Linked DNA regions of Mus musculus: all the other regions are linked to region 2. The links are chromatin contacts, called in public Hi-C, Micro-C and promoter capture Hi-C maps. All regions are on one chromosome and are shown on one strand. The core of a region is the stretch at or near the end of the contact, and the rest is flanking DNA. Distances in the headings are between cores, read along the strand shown.

Region 1 (3,266 bases), core at 190-2,689, 240 kb after region 2:
TGCACAAACATCATGACCAAGAAGCAAGTTGGGGAGGAAAGGGTTTATTCAGCTTACACTTCCATGCTGCTGTTCATCACCAAGGAAGTCGGGACTGGAACCCAAGCAGGTCAGGAAGCAGGAGCTGATGCAGAGGCCATGGAGGGATGTTCCTTACTGGCTTGCTTTCCCTGGCTTGCTTTCTTATAGAACCCAAGACTACCAGCCCAGGTGGGTGGGACCTTGATCACTAATTGAGAAAATGCCCCACAGCTGGATCTCATGGAGGCACTTCCCCAACTGAAGCTCCTTTCTCTGTGATAACTCCAGCCTGTATCAAGTTGACTCACAAAACCAGTCAGTACAGTTTTCCTTTGGTCCGTGAATGTTTCTCTAAACTTGCCCGTCACGTATAACTTTGATTAAAAATCCTCCAGCATGGTTTCACACTCAAGGTGTGCAGCCCTCTGGACAGAAGCAGGTGGACATCTGTGCTTTTTGAAGCCAGCCTGCTCTACATAGCGAGTTCCAGGCCTGCCAGATCTATACAGTAAGACCCAGTCTCAAAAAACAAAAAGTCACATGTTTTTCCCTTGTTAATCACAGTGGCCTTTAGGGCGAGGAAGTATCACGTATTTTCACCCCAATACATCTGACCTGTATTACATTCGCCGGCTTGAGTGTCTGACTTCTCTTACAAATCTGATAAACTTTAACCTAACCCCCAAAATATAGACAAGCAGATAGAACGATGGACGAATGGACGGATAGATGGATGCACAGACAGACAGACAGTTGCTGCAAGATGAAATCAAACAAAACACTAACCAAGGGCGGGTTTTGGAACCCTCATTGGAACCACACACCCCAAGGGAAGATGAGGAACGAGGGTCTTGGCTCTGACAGCCTGGAACCTCCACTTTTGGGCGCCTCTGCAGAGAGGCGAGACCCGGTGCAAGGCACCGCCCCCCTGCACGTGGCACTCACCAGTGCACCAACACCGCGCGGCCTTCGGAGCGAGCCTGGCCGATGAAGGCCACGCAGCGATCCAGGTGGCTGAGCAGGTCGGTCTCGGGTTTGTCCAGCGCCGGCACGAAGAGGCTCCGGAGACCTTCGAACCCAGCCCCAGCCGGGAAAGCCGGTTCAGAGTCCACCGTCAGCACGGCGGTGATGCCCGCCTCCCTCAGATGGCCCGGTTCCGCCACTGCCGCTGCCCCACCCAGATACAGCCCGGGCCGCACTTCCACGGCGTGCCCTGCCGAGCTGGCGGGACTGGCAGTCGGAGCCTGGCGCTCGCAGCCATGGTTAGAACCCTGCGCTTCCAACATGGCAGAGCCAGGAAGCCAGGCAGCCGCTGCCCGCCACCAAGTCACCGGCTAGAGTGACTGACTCCTGTGTCGGAATAGCTCCAGCCGCTCAGCAGCGCCGTGGGAGGACCATGGCAATAGGGAAAATGACTGCTTCTGGGGAAGGTGATGTGAGCCGTGCTCGGGCTGTGTGCTTAAATAAGCTCCATTTAGAGCAGCTTTTCCACCCAACCTTCTAAAGTCCAAGGCAGAAAAATAAAGTCTCCATTCATCCGTTGCTGGTAGGACCACAAACTTGTACAGTCACTATGGAAATCAGCTTGGAGGTTCCTCAGGAAAATGGGAATCTATCTCAAGATCCAGCAAAGCCACTCTTCCTACCATTTGAGACATTTGCCCAACCATGTTGCCTATTGATGCCTCATAATAGCCAGAAATTGGAAACAACCTAGATGTACAACAGAAGACTGAATAAAGAAAATGTGGTACATTCACACAATAAGGTATTACTCAGCCATTTTAAAAAAAAAAAATAAAATTTGCAGATAAATGGATGAAACTCGGGAAAAAAAAATCATTCTGAGTGAGGTAACCCAGACCCTGAAAGACAAATCTGGTATGTATAAGCTTATATGTGGATATTAGCTGTGATAACTGATGTGTTAAAATAGAGGCTCGAGTCTGAACACAGTACACTGGGCCCAAACAGTTCCACGTGTAAGAATTTTATTGGGGGATGGGAGGGAGGTGGCGGCAGAAAGAGAAGTGAGGGAGGGAGGGAGAGGGAGAGATGGGGGCAGCTCTGGAGTGGGATGTTCTTCTTGAGGCTTTTGGGGTAGAGAGGGAAGAGCTTAGGCGGAGGGTAGGACTTTGTTGAGATATTTAGGGATGCTGTATAATAAAGCGTTTACTTATCTAAGCCTAAGTTACCGTGCTGTTGTAGCTGATCTGCCTTCTGTGATCCTCTGAGGCCAGAAACTACAGTTTCTGGCAACTAGCACCTCTTCTTCAAGCCACAAGAGAGATAGATAGATATGTCTATCTCAGCAGGAACTGCTGGGCTCTAACTTTCAGCCTGCTAGTCCGGTCTCAGGAAGAGAAGACACTTAGATAAATAATTATAGAGTTTATTACCAAGTTGTAAAAAGTTTCCTATGAAAGCTATCTAAGGGGAAAAGCAGAAAGATCCTGAGTGGGTAAAGGGAAAAATTCTCTAAGTGGGGAAAGGGAAAAGAATCTAGTCTAAGTGGGGAAAGGCAAAAAAGTCTCCTCTATTGATCTTAGCTCTCCATTGATCTTAGTTCTCTATGATTCTTTCGTGTCTCTTTGTCCTTGGTACTTATACGTCTTCCAGAATACATGATCACATGTTACAAGTTCATCACAAGTTCACACAAAAAATCAAATCATAAATTGAAATAGAAGTTTACAGCAGAGAATGTTTACATGCATATCCATTAGGAGTGATTATCTAGCTAAACATCGATCACCTGTCTCAGCTCCACAGGTTCACTGAAGGTTTAAATCCATAAGTTATAAAGTGAAGGTTTGTATAGATAAGCCCAGTTGGTATTTTATCTTCTGTCCTAGCACCTACAATAAATTGTTAGTTGCCTTTTAATGACCTTTGGTTAATTGTTTTACAACCTCTTGGAATGTGCTCTGAGTAGGAGAAGGTCTGGTTACCATCTAAGAGCAATTAACTGGTGATACTTGGGAGAATGACAGATTTCTCATTGCAGCTTTGACTATCAGAAAAGGACCTAACAGCAGTCCTGTTATAAAAGAGCTTAATAATCAGATATAATTTTAGGAATTCCTATAGGATCATCATGAAGACTTAAGTTATCTATTTGTCTATATAGCAACACGACAAGATCTTCATGGATCTGCAGAGATCTGCTCCAAAAGGGTGTGCTACTACTTAGTGATTGTTATATATATTTAATAGTAACAGAAAAAGCATATTAACAGGAAAAG
Region 2 (3,798 bases), core at 834-3,333:
GTATGTGAGTACATTGTTGCTGTCTTCAGACACAACAGCAGAGGGCATTGGATCTCATACAGATGGTCGTGAGCCACCATGTGGTTGCTGAGAATTGAGCTCAGGACCTCTGGAAGAGCAGTCAGTGCTCTTAATTGCTGAGGCATCTCTCCAGCCCCTCAACATTTTTGTAAACTACATATATAGTATTACTACATATATAGTATTACTACATATATAGTATTACTACATATATAGTATTACTACATATATAGTATTACTACATATATAGTATTACTACATATATAGTATTACTACATATATAGTATTACTACATATATAGTATTACTACATATATAGTATTACTACATATATAGTATTACTACATATATAGTATTAACCACCACCTCCCCACTTAGTTTCATACAAGATTTGATAGTGTTCGTAGAAAGGTATATGTGTAGCATTCCTGCATCTAGAGACTTGGATTTCTCTCCACAAACTTTTCTCTTTTTAAGAAAATAGTAATTATTGTTATTATTAGGTTCAAGGGAGTGGCTCGGTGTCAGAAAGCTTGTCTAGGATCCTGGAGTCTCTGAGTTGTATCCCTATCAAGAAATGATAATATTAGTAATACTAAATGGTAACATTACACTTCTATCAACTATCATATCTAAGCTGGAGTCTGCTTTTGCTTGATTTATTACTTTCATTATCCCAACCTCTTTGCTTAGCATTAGGAACAAAGTATTCAGATTTCTCTAGGGGGTAGAATATCTTTTAGGTCTTTGCATTTGAAGGGATTGATATGCATCCAGCACAAGACATCCCAAGACCAAGTTCTCAGCCCAAAGGAGATTTATTTGCCCCCAAGGAACAAAGGGCAGGGAATACAAGTCAGGTGATAGAGAATGAAGGAGAAGGGGAAAGGAACACTGCCTCTGGATAGAGAGGAGGCAGATGTGGCACATAGGCAAATGACAGTTTATAAAGGTAAAGGGGAAGTCCCCTGTTTAGATGAGGGGTTTATTTTTGATTGTACAGATTAATTAGGGCAGCCAAAGGGAGGGGCCCTTAATAGCCTCAGGGGGCAGGAGTCGGCCAAAAGGGGGACTAGATCTTGGTGGCTGGCTTTAGGAATGTAATGGAACGGTTTTTAACAAGGAAGATGGGCTAGGAGAAGGCAAGGCCTGCCAGAGCCATGCCTGCCATGCTCAGCTCTGCTAGAGCCCCTCAGAATCGACCTGACTCTGCTGAGTATTTCAGAGTGGCAATTGTCCCAGAAGACTTAATGCTCTTTCCAAAAGTGACACATTGTTAATCTTCATAGTAGGCATATTCAGGGTCACTAATTAAAGAGCCCAAAAGAGGACCGCACCATTACATGTATATACCCTTTAGAGATTATCTGGCCAGATAGAGAGGCCTGTCCATTTGTCCCAAACCACGGAGACTGCAAGAGACATTCCCTGTGGTAGGCGTTTGATTCTGGGAAGTCACTAGGACAAACAGAACAGCAGAGACAGCAGAGACCTGTAGCCACTCTCCATATTTTAAAAATGTATCCAACTCCCTCCACATTCTGTCAGAGGTTCAAGATGCATCCTCTGGGTGGGGGTATTATCAGGTTCTAGGGTTGTAGCAGACATGAAGATTACAATTGTTCGTAAGTTCAAAGCTTCCCGTACTCCAGATGGAGTCAAGTTCCGGAAAACAAAACAAAACAAAACAAAAACCAACAACAATAAAACACTTCAAGAGAAGAGGTCGTGTTTCTCCGCTGTCCCGGTTGCAGTCCAGGGAGCAAGTCAGGGCTCCCCCGGAGCTCGGGCGTGAAGAAAACTCGAGAAAAGGCACACGGAGTCCCTCTCGGATGACCATTTACAATCAGATGCAAGGCCAGCAGCGCCCTTCCCACGCCAGCCGGCGCCCGCTTAAGCGCAGTGGCTGAACCCTAGAGGAGGCGGGGTCCCCGGGCGCAGCGCCCAAGTCTGTGCGCTTCCCGGTCCTCCTCCTCCGGGCCGTCACTGGCTGCATCTTTCTGCCCGGCACAATAGAGGCTCCGCCCTCCCTCCGCGCCAGCCCCGCGGCGCCCTGGGCCAGCAGCCCTCCCTTGCCTCCTGCGCTGTGGCCACTGTCCATCTTGCGCCCAGTCTCCGGGTGTCCCGAGTTTCCCGGCGCTAGCCTTCCACCTGAGCTCACGCTGCTGCGGCTTGCCCTCGTCGAGCCGGCGCCCTCCTCTGCTCCCTCAGTCACCTCTTTCTTGTGTCCTCTCTGCACAGTCTAAGCTGCTGGGGTCTGGGAGGAGATGTTCAGGGTCTCTGGGGAGCACAGTCCTGCTCCACTCAGCCACACCCAGCTTTAGACGTTAGACGGTTCTCTGAACATCTACTCTTCCGGACTCCAGTGAAGCCGCCTTCCAGCCTGTCTTTGCTGAGACCTCCGACCCAAGGTGGTCTCTGTAGGGACTAAAGTCCCTACTGTCGCATCTCTCATGGCCTATCCCCTGCCATTGGTTCTCTGCTTTGCTCTGGTGGTGGCACAGGTCTGGGGGTCCACTACACCTCCCACAGGGACAAGCGAGCCCCCTGATGTGCAAACAGTGGAGCCCACGGAAGATGACATTCTGCAAAACGAGGCGGACAACCAGGAGAACGTTTTATCTCAGGTAGGATGAGGAATCGCGTGCCCACCCCTCTTGCCTTGGGGGACCTCAAGGACCTGAGGCTGGTCCTGGATGAAAGATTTATGAGCAGCTGTTTTTCTCTGTATTTTTAGTGAAGTGGATGTTCACTTTTAGTTTATCACACTATATTGCTCGTTTGGTGTTGGACAGGCTTTCTCGTAGACCAGGCTGGCTTCCAGCTCACTTTATAGCTGAGGCTAGTCTTGAACTTCTGGTCCCTCTTACCTGCACTAAGAGTGGAGATTCTACAGCCCTGACTTTAGTTTTGTTGGGTTGTGTTAAAGTACTGTGTTAAAAAGTAAGGGCATGGGTCACAACTGTGGAGTGTTTCAGGCTTACCAAGTCAGGAGAAAGGAGAGGAAAGGAAAATACCACTGAGAAGAAAGGGGTGTGTGTGTGTGTGTGTGTGTGTGTGTGTGTGTGTGTGTGTGTGTGTGTGTGTGTGTGTGATGTAATGGTTGTGAAAAGTCCCTCTTGCCTATGAGACTGCCTGTCAGAATTGGAATGTGTAAACAGGAGGACAAGTTGGAAAGGAGGCAGATGGGATAGGTATAAGCCATGGGAGGTGGTTTATGGCTTCAGAGGAGACACTCGGACAGAAGCACTTGGTGAAGACAGAGTGTGTGATGTGCTACATGTGTGATGCTTATGAGGGGGACTCCAAAACAGAGGGATTTATGTTAAGACCTGGTGTACCTGGAGTGGAGTGTCAGTGCCGAGCCACACAGTTGTGGCTGATTCCCAGAGGGGGCCAAGCGACCCAGGATGGTGATTCGTGCTGTAGTGTGTCCGTTTATGAACTAACTCAGTCCTCAGAACACCCTGATTACCAGCCCTCTCAGAGATGAAGAGCAGAAGCTAAAAGGGAAAGAGGGAGAGCCTGGCTTCCAGCATGCTCCAGCCTGCTTCTCAGGACTGTAAGGGACGCTTCTCACACTTATGTGGCACTCCTGCTTTCCAAAGCTGGCATGCTGGTGTACAGTGGGCGTCTCCTTGGTCCTTGGGATGGATACTGTCCGAGGAAGGATGCTGAGTGCGTTGCCTGTACCTCCTCCAGGCCCTCAGTCTGGGTCTTCTCTCTCCGTAGAGAGAGCTGTCAGCCCTACTTTGGGGTTGATCAAACGCTGGTTTCT
Region 3 (3,356 bases), core at 22-2,521, 190 kb after region 2:
TCCATTGGATGAAAAGAGCACATCCACAGCACTTCAACCTAACACCCGAAATCTCGAACTTTTTAATACCATTTCTAGAAAAAAAGGAATCATAATACAAGCTGGAGAGATAGCTTGGCTAGAGCAGTGGCTGCTCTTCCAGAGGTCCTGAGTTCAATTCTCAGCAACCAACTGTAATGGGATCTGATGCCCTCTTCAGGTGAGTCTACAGACAGTTACAATGTACTCATATACATAGGATAAATAAATAGCTCTTTTAAAAAATTAAAGAGAAAAGGAAAAGAAATGCAAAATCCAATTTGGAACTGGAGAATGCCCTTTTCAGTATTCCTAATGCCCGCAGGCATGTGGGAAGGAATTCTCCCCTACCTTAGTAACCTTCTTTCCATGATAGCTCTGTGGACCTGACACAGGAGTTCAAAAAAAGATAGCCCTCTTGGAAAGGTGTGTGTGTGTGTGCGTGCATGCACACACGTGTACACGTGTCCATGAATGTTCATGTTTGTGTGTCAAGGTCTCCAATCAGAAAAGATTGGAAAGTGTGCAGAGTGAAGAAGGGTTTAATAGATGTCCCATAGAGTGAATGGGTAGGCAGGGAGAAACGGCTAGGGCCTCTAGCAACACAGTGTCAATCACTCTCACCTCTTAGGTTCTTTCTAGTTCTGTACTAATTCATGATCTTTTCCTTTCCATTGTTCCAGGCAATGAATTTCAGTAAAACTCTCAGCTATGTTGGTCCACTATAAAATATATAGAATATAATTTCACCACATTTTTCATGGTCCTTTATCCCAGTAACTCAAATCTCATAATTTTAAAATCCTAAATTAAGGTGATTAGGGCTCATGAACTGTTGAGAGGAGAAGAGATGGAAACAATGTAACAGACTTAAACAGAATGCTCCAGCCTAACCTCACACCTGGCAACATTCAACTGCCCTTCAACAGAAAGATACCCATGCTCTCTACCAAGCCAACTTTATAATTCCAGAATTTCATTTAACAGAGTACATAGAGAATGTCTATACTAAAATAAAATGTCTATTTTTTTCATCAGGATCAGAGCTAAAACCAAACTGTACTTCTTGAAAATGTAGGTAAGGTTTCCAAGAGTTAAACATAACAGATTTACCAGCAAAGGCAGGAAGACTGAAATTATAATCTGAGCCAGGCAAACTGTTTCATAACAGAAAATGTGGCACTTAATGTAGTCTGCAGAAGATGGTATGCTAGCAACGCTACGTATGGCGGTAGCTGGCCCCTAGAGAATGCGGCTTGCCAAACAAAAGAATTCAAAACAGGTAGGGAATGAGTAGCCATGTCAACATTACAAAGCCACGAAAGACTGATAGTAGTTTTCTGAATTACAACTTTTCCACCATATGGTTTAAAAGCACAAAAATGGCACGACATGAAAAACTGAGGGATACATTTTGAATCAAGACTAACTACACTAACTCACATTTAAGGAGACTTAAAAAACATATGCATGCTACTAACATAGAGGCTGTTCCGGTGGCTCAGTCCTCTCTACAGCTCCTTCTAGAGCAGGCTTTACTTTGGGTGCCTTGGGAAGATTAGCAGACTAATGCTTTTCTACCTCAAAGAAATATGAAAAACTCACATTGAAAAGTCTTGACTCATTTCCTATGTGGTGGTTTGAATAACAAGGCCTCCCCCTTCCCACCTCTACCATGCCCCTCTCAAAGACTCCTATATTTGAATGCTTAGTCACCAGGGAGTGGCACTATTTGAGAAAGATTAAGAGGTGTGACCTTATTAGAGAAAGTGTGTCACTGAAGCCCATTCTAGACCCACTTCTCTCTCAGGATATAGCTTTCAGCTACTTCTTCAGCACCATGTCTGCCTGCATGCCACCATGCTGCCTGCCATGATGATAATGGACTAAACCTCTGAAACTGTAAGCAAGACTCCACTTAAATGTTTTCTCTTATACGAGTTGCTTTGGTCATGGTGCCTCTTCACAGCAATAGAACAGTGACTAAGATACCCTGCTATGCTATAAATGAAAACAGCTCAGAAACTGCGATTCTGTTTAACTGGAAGATCATCCTAATAGTCTTTTGGTCTCTTATATTAAACACAGACTACATCAATATCCCTTTTATAATTCTGTCAGCTCTAATTTCTGAATCAGAGCCAATACTACTAACAATAAAAGATAACACTCATCAATACAGATACACTCTCATCTCAAACATCCTAACTAAGGTGTTTACTAAGACTTTGTCAGCAAGTTACTCAAAACTTCCCAGAGTCCTCTAAATACTGCAAAAGCAGAACATATGTTCTTTCACATCAAACAACCAATGAAAGATGTCTGGCTAACAGACCAACATGCAATTAACTGAATTTGTTTGGAGATTACAAATGGTTCAGGGAATCCATCACTGTCAGCATTCAGCTGCCTATTAATCACAGTCTAAAAAGAAAACTGGCCTCCAGTATCTAAACATAATGTCTGTATCTACAAGCTTAGGATTTGAAGAGCTCTTTCTATCACTTACCTGCACCTGTTCCAGATGACCCACTGGAATAACCCAGAAGAATTCTGTTGTCCACATGACACCCTACCTTTCCTAACAGATAGCTCCTTTGTCTACCTTCAGTCTTCTCTTTTAATGTACTGAATCACTACAATCCTTAAACAGTCTTCTATGGCATGGTCTCTTGGGGATGGGACGGGTACTAAAGATTGAACCTAGGGCCTGTGCATGCCAAGCAAGCACTGTGCTACGGACCACATTTCCAGCCCTCAGTTTTTAGAAACCTTTCCCATCTTTTGTTCCTCTGGAATTCTAAACACTTGGGATATTATAATTGTTAAAAAAAAATATGACTATGTTAATATTTAACAACTACACCATACTATCATTCTACTTAAAGTTCTAAGGTAATGTCAAATGTTTTCTACTGTTAGTTTCATTCGGGAATATCACACACACAAAAAATGCCAAACTCCTAATTTCAAAATTATTCAGAAGATATTTGAAGGGATCTTTGAATTGTTGGAGAAGCAAAGGCCACAGCTGGAAGCCAGGACAGGGAATCCCTGCTAGAGGAATAAGTTCTGTTTCCTGAGTCGGGTTTTAAGTTAAATTCTGTGTGCCCTACCTCTTCCTCTTCAACACCTTTCCTTTCTTAGACCTTAAACCCAAGCCCTGTGTACACAGCAGTCACCCAATGCCCTTCCTTACCCACTTCATGTACTCCAGAAAGCCAGTCAGGAAGTTAAAATGCTACTTTTACACTGCAAGGAAGGGGACAAATCCCTGAACCCTTGTCCCTGACAGCCCCACAGTCTCACTCCCCTTCAGCACTGAATCTCCTAAGGGG
Region 4 (3,496 bases), core at 340-2,839, 150 kb after region 2:
TCAAGGCCAGCATGATCTAAATAGTAAGTTCCAGGCCAGCCAGGGCTACCTAGTAAGAGCCATCTCAAATAAACAAACAACTTATTTATATAATTCTACCTGACCCTCCCTTTGCATTCTTATAAGTTATAACTTCATAGCTGATTCTATTCCTGCTTTAAAAATGCAAAAATAAAAGTTGCTGGGATTCTCTCTCTCTCTCTCTCTCTCTCTCTCTCTCTCTCTCTCTCTCTCTCTCTCTCTCTCTCTCTCTCTGTGTATGTGACTTTATTTTTTATAGTCTGTTAGTTTTACTGGGATATTTATCTATGCTGCTGTTTTTCCTCCCTGCTAATATTGGCTTGTATCTGGCATCGTTTTCTTAGTCTAAGAAGCTTTGGAATTTTTCCCCTTTATAAGAGGGTCTTGGGCTGGTGAGATGGCTCAGCAGGTAAGAGCACTGACTGCTCTTCTGAAGGTCCTGAGCTCAAATCCCAGCAACCACATGGTGGCTCACAACCACCCATAATGATATCTGACGCCTTCTTCTGGTGCATCTGAAGTCAGCTACAGTGTACTTATGTATAATAATAAATAAATCTTAAAAAAAAAAAAAAAGAGGGTCTTGTCATATGGCCCAGGATGGTCTCAAGCAAATGATTCTCCTATTTTGGCCTCCTGAACATGAGACCTGGAGAAGGACACTGCCATGCCTATCTAGAATTTCTTATTGTTCAGCCTCCTGAAACCAGTCCTTTCAAGTGTGGTCTACCTACAGTGCCTTTGCTTTGCCTTAATCTTAGAAGGCATTTTTCACTCACCCTTGATCTTTCCTAATAGCTCCAGTCTAAAAAGGGTAAGACTATAAAAGGGAACAAGTCAAATCAAAGACATGATACTCTAATAAAGCAATAGAAATTTCAAAGAAATGTCAGTTTACCAAGCTTACAGAATACTTTATAAGACTGACATTTTTTTTATATCTAAAATAAATACTCACGAGGGAAGAATGTTGAAATGGGGGTGGGGGAGCTGCAGAGCAGGTGCAGGCTTCCAACACAAAGACAGAGACCACAGGAATTCTTGCATGCTTTACAGCTAACATCACATGACTAACATCACATAACATCAGATGACTGCTCTCCTAGCTAGCCCAGAACCTCCTTTACTTAGACAAATACAGATTCTTCCATGTCGTTCCTTTTTCGGTAATAGATAAGATTCCTAGACTTCTGAACTATTATCTAAGTGTCCAATACAGAGAAAGGTACCCAAAATAGCAGAGAAAGGGGCTGTAGTCTAAACTACAAATCTATAAATAATGGGCTAAAATTAGGACAGCATTACTTCCCTTACATTAGAATTCTTTCAGGATTAGAGAAAAACCCTTTCACAGTTATGAAAAACAGGAAAGAATAGTGTGACAGATTATAAAGACAAGACAAAACCCTCCATTTAGGCCAAGAATTATCATCTGATTTTCATAAATTAGCTTAGTGAGATAATCTACTGACAGTGACCTATTTCTGACTCCCATGCTCTTCCTCTATACGGCAAAGAATGGAAGCTGAAAACCACGTGACTCGAACCTTCTGTCACTGGGGTTAGGATCATTTAGACTCTGCCAGTGAGATAAACTTGCTCCAAATAGGAAGCAGTGTCTCCTTTCCCTCTGGCTGAGCAGGGAGCTGATATACATGCATAATGGCAGGACGACCTTTGGGTCGGTCAGGTCCTTACAGCCCTGGCTGTGACTGACTATAGCCTCAAGGAGTACTAACAACCAAAAAGCTGCCACCGAAGGCAACAGGCTAGAAAAGCCCATTCTGGGCAATCACAGTCACAGACCCTCAGAAGGCTCAACATGAGCTCAACTATGCTTCTAAACATATTATGTACTGTTTCCAAATAGACAGTTAAGCTTGCTCACCCAAACACAGTCATTCTCATTCATTCTCTCTCTCCCTCTCCCTCTCCCTCTTTCTCTCTCCCTTTCCCCACCTCTTACCCCAACCTGAGGCAGAGTTCCACTCTAGTTCTCCAACCCAAACTGGCTGGGAATTCACTATGTAGCCCAAGATGGCCTAAAATTCAGATGCAAATTACTGTCACATCCTTCCTTCAACCCGGCTTCCCTTTCTTTCTTTTTATGACAGGGTCTCACTACGTTGCCCTGGCTGGCTTAGAACTTGTGTAGACTAGGCTGGCCTCAAACTCATGAATACTGCCTGCCTCTTTCTCCTGCCCTTCAAGAGCTAGGATATAAGCCAAGTGCCACCATGTGAGTACCACCATGCTCAGCAAGATGTTTCTATTAGCACCTATGGCAAGCAGGGAAAGCAGATGAAATTTTTTTCCATCCTAAAACCAAACCTTCTTCTTGACTCTTATTCTCTATCCCCATCCCTGGAGAATTCTCTGCAGCAATTACTGCCACTTTTCTGTTACCATCCCACGTTCCCTTCCCTGGGCTTCTGTCATCACAGACACAGTAAAAGAGGCTCCAGGGTCTCCGGGGGGTTCGAATGGTGAGATTTAATAGTAACTGTCTTCACTGTCCCATAGCCTGTCGGCTTGGATGGGAGCCACACTGCCCTTTCTTGTCCTCCATCTTGCTGTCCAGACACCAAGGGAGGTCTTTGTAGCCCACACATGTGCAATGCCTTGCACTAGTTTATCACACTCTCTCTCCTCTTCAGTTTCACATTGGGAAGTAGCACCCCAAATTAAATATTTAGCCTCAACTTCTCTCCTACGGTCCAGACTTGGATATGTGGCTGTCTTCTGGACTTCTTCAACTGACTGTCTAAAATCTGTATCTAAAGCTCTTAACTCCTGTCTCTAACTCCTCCCCCAGTTTCTGTCTCTATAAATGGCATCAGTATTAATCCAGCACCTAAGACACAGAAATTATCACCAATTCCTTTTTATTTTATAGCAGCAATTCCTTAACAGTTTTACTTTCAAATATATTTAGGTCTCCATTCCTTCCTACCCCTTCATATCTAACACAGAAGAATAGACCCAAAGATCTCCTCCCATCTAGACCACTGGAATGCAGTTTACCTGACCTGCCTACACCCACTCCCACTCCCCATCAGTCTGCTTTGTGTAGCACCTAGAATGATCATTTTTGTTTCCTCTTTCTTTTTCATTTTTAGGCAAAGTCTCACTATATATTTCAGGCTAGCCTGGAAGTCAACAATCCTGCTCCCAAATTCACTAATGAGCTCTACCAGTCCTAGCCAAAAAGACTTTTCAAATATATAAATCAGATCAAGTCATTCCCCTCACCAAATAGTGGTGTCCTTCATGCCTAGAATGAAATCTGAAGTTCAGACCAGAGCCCTAGCGTTCGCTAAGCTCTCTCAGATCTGACCACTCTCCCCTCAGTCACAGCAACCCCCAGCTTTACTCAACTTCTTGAGCTTCTGTAAATATGCAAACTGATCTGTCCTGGGGCTTCAACATTTGCATTTACATTCCCTGGCCTGGAAGCTATTTCATTGTGATTCCT

Evidence for each region. A called contact is a pair of places that touch in the nucleus more often than the background predicts. Capture Hi-C pulls out chosen DNA fragments and counts their contacts.
Region 1: a contact with region 2 is called in a promoter capture Hi-C map of adipose tissue. The contact joins the promoter of Dusp12 here to the promoter of Olfml2b in region 2. A contact is called at or near these places in 13 of 39 promoter capture datasets (the C10 cell line, the HPC-7 cell line, HPC-7-derived erythroid cells and 9 more), 1 of 15 datasets of contacts at CTCF or cohesin (the NIH/3T3 cell line), 6 of 484 Hi-C or Micro-C datasets (the Ba/F3 cell line, the N1E-115 cell line, bone marrow-derived macrophages and 3 more), 3 of 115 datasets of contacts at active chromatin or transcription factors (embryonic midbrain, extraembryonic endoderm stem cells and trophoblast stem cells) and 4 of 9 other capture datasets (adipose tissue, embryonic stem cells, liver and 1 more).
Region 3: a contact with region 2 is called in a Micro-C map of the HL-1 cell line, with 4 times the contacts expected there. The contact joins the enhancer-like site here to the promoter of Olfml2b in region 2. A contact is called at or near these places in 15 of 39 promoter capture datasets (the C10 cell line, the HPC-7 cell line, HPC-7-derived erythroid cells and 12 more), 5 of 15 datasets of contacts at CTCF or cohesin (the NIH/3T3 cell line, large pre-B cells, pro-B cells and 1 more), 118 of 484 Hi-C or Micro-C datasets (the 63-12 cell line, the AML12 cell line, B cells and 76 more), 16 of 115 datasets of contacts at active chromatin or transcription factors (the 230-238 cell line, the HPC-7 cell line, PVALB interneurons and 12 more) and 5 of 9 other capture datasets (adipose tissue, embryonic stem cells, liver and 2 more).
Region 4: a Hi-C map of embryonic fibroblasts shows a contact between it and region 2, with 1.9 times the contacts expected there. The contact joins the enhancer-like site here to the promoter of Olfml2b in region 2. A contact is called at or near these places in 19 of 39 promoter capture datasets (the 3T3-L1 cell line, the C10 cell line, the HPC-7 cell line and 12 more), 13 of 484 Hi-C or Micro-C datasets (the C2C12 cell line, the HPC-7 cell line, bone marrow-derived dendritic cells and 10 more), 5 of 115 datasets of contacts at active chromatin or transcription factors (the 230-238 cell line, bone marrow-derived macrophages, cardiomyocytes and 2 more) and 5 of 9 other capture datasets (adipose tissue, embryonic stem cells, liver and 2 more).

Annotation. Positions count from the first base shown.
Region 1 is chr1:170,884,101-170,887,366 of GRCm38.p6, forward strand. Dusp12 (dual specificity phosphatase 12) reads right to left here and starts at 1,440. Exons shown (of 6, transcript NM_023173.2): 1 at 967-1,440. The coding sequence starts at 1,307.
Region 2 is chr1:170,642,449-170,646,246 of GRCm38.p6, forward strand. Olfml2b (olfactomedin-like 2B) reads left to right here and starts at 2,084. Exons shown (of 8, transcript NM_177068.4): 1 at 2,084-2,647. The coding sequence starts at 2,474.
Region 3 is chr1:170,828,295-170,831,650 of GRCm38.p6, forward strand. The region is part of intron 7 of Atf6 (activating transcription factor 6); the gene reads right to left. Among named protein-coding and RNA genes, the nearest start is that of Gm25235, 2.9 kb to the right of the region's middle. Within about 2 kb of position 1,272, at least 18 of the 459 cell types and tissues checked have an H3K27ac peak or open chromatin away from gene starts, as enhancers often do. A contact at or near this core is called in the HL-1 cell line, the NIH/3T3 cell line, the SN4741 cell line and 4 more, where this site is marked.
Region 4 is chr1:170,790,157-170,793,652 of GRCm38.p6, forward strand. All of the region lies in intron 12 of Atf6 (activating transcription factor 6), which reads right to left. Among named protein-coding and RNA genes, the nearest start is that of Gm23523, 40 kb to the left of the region's middle. Within about 2 kb of position 1,590, at least 28 of the 459 cell types and tissues checked have an H3K27ac peak or open chromatin away from gene starts, as enhancers often do. A contact at or near this core is called in the C2C12 cell line and embryonic fibroblasts, where this site is marked.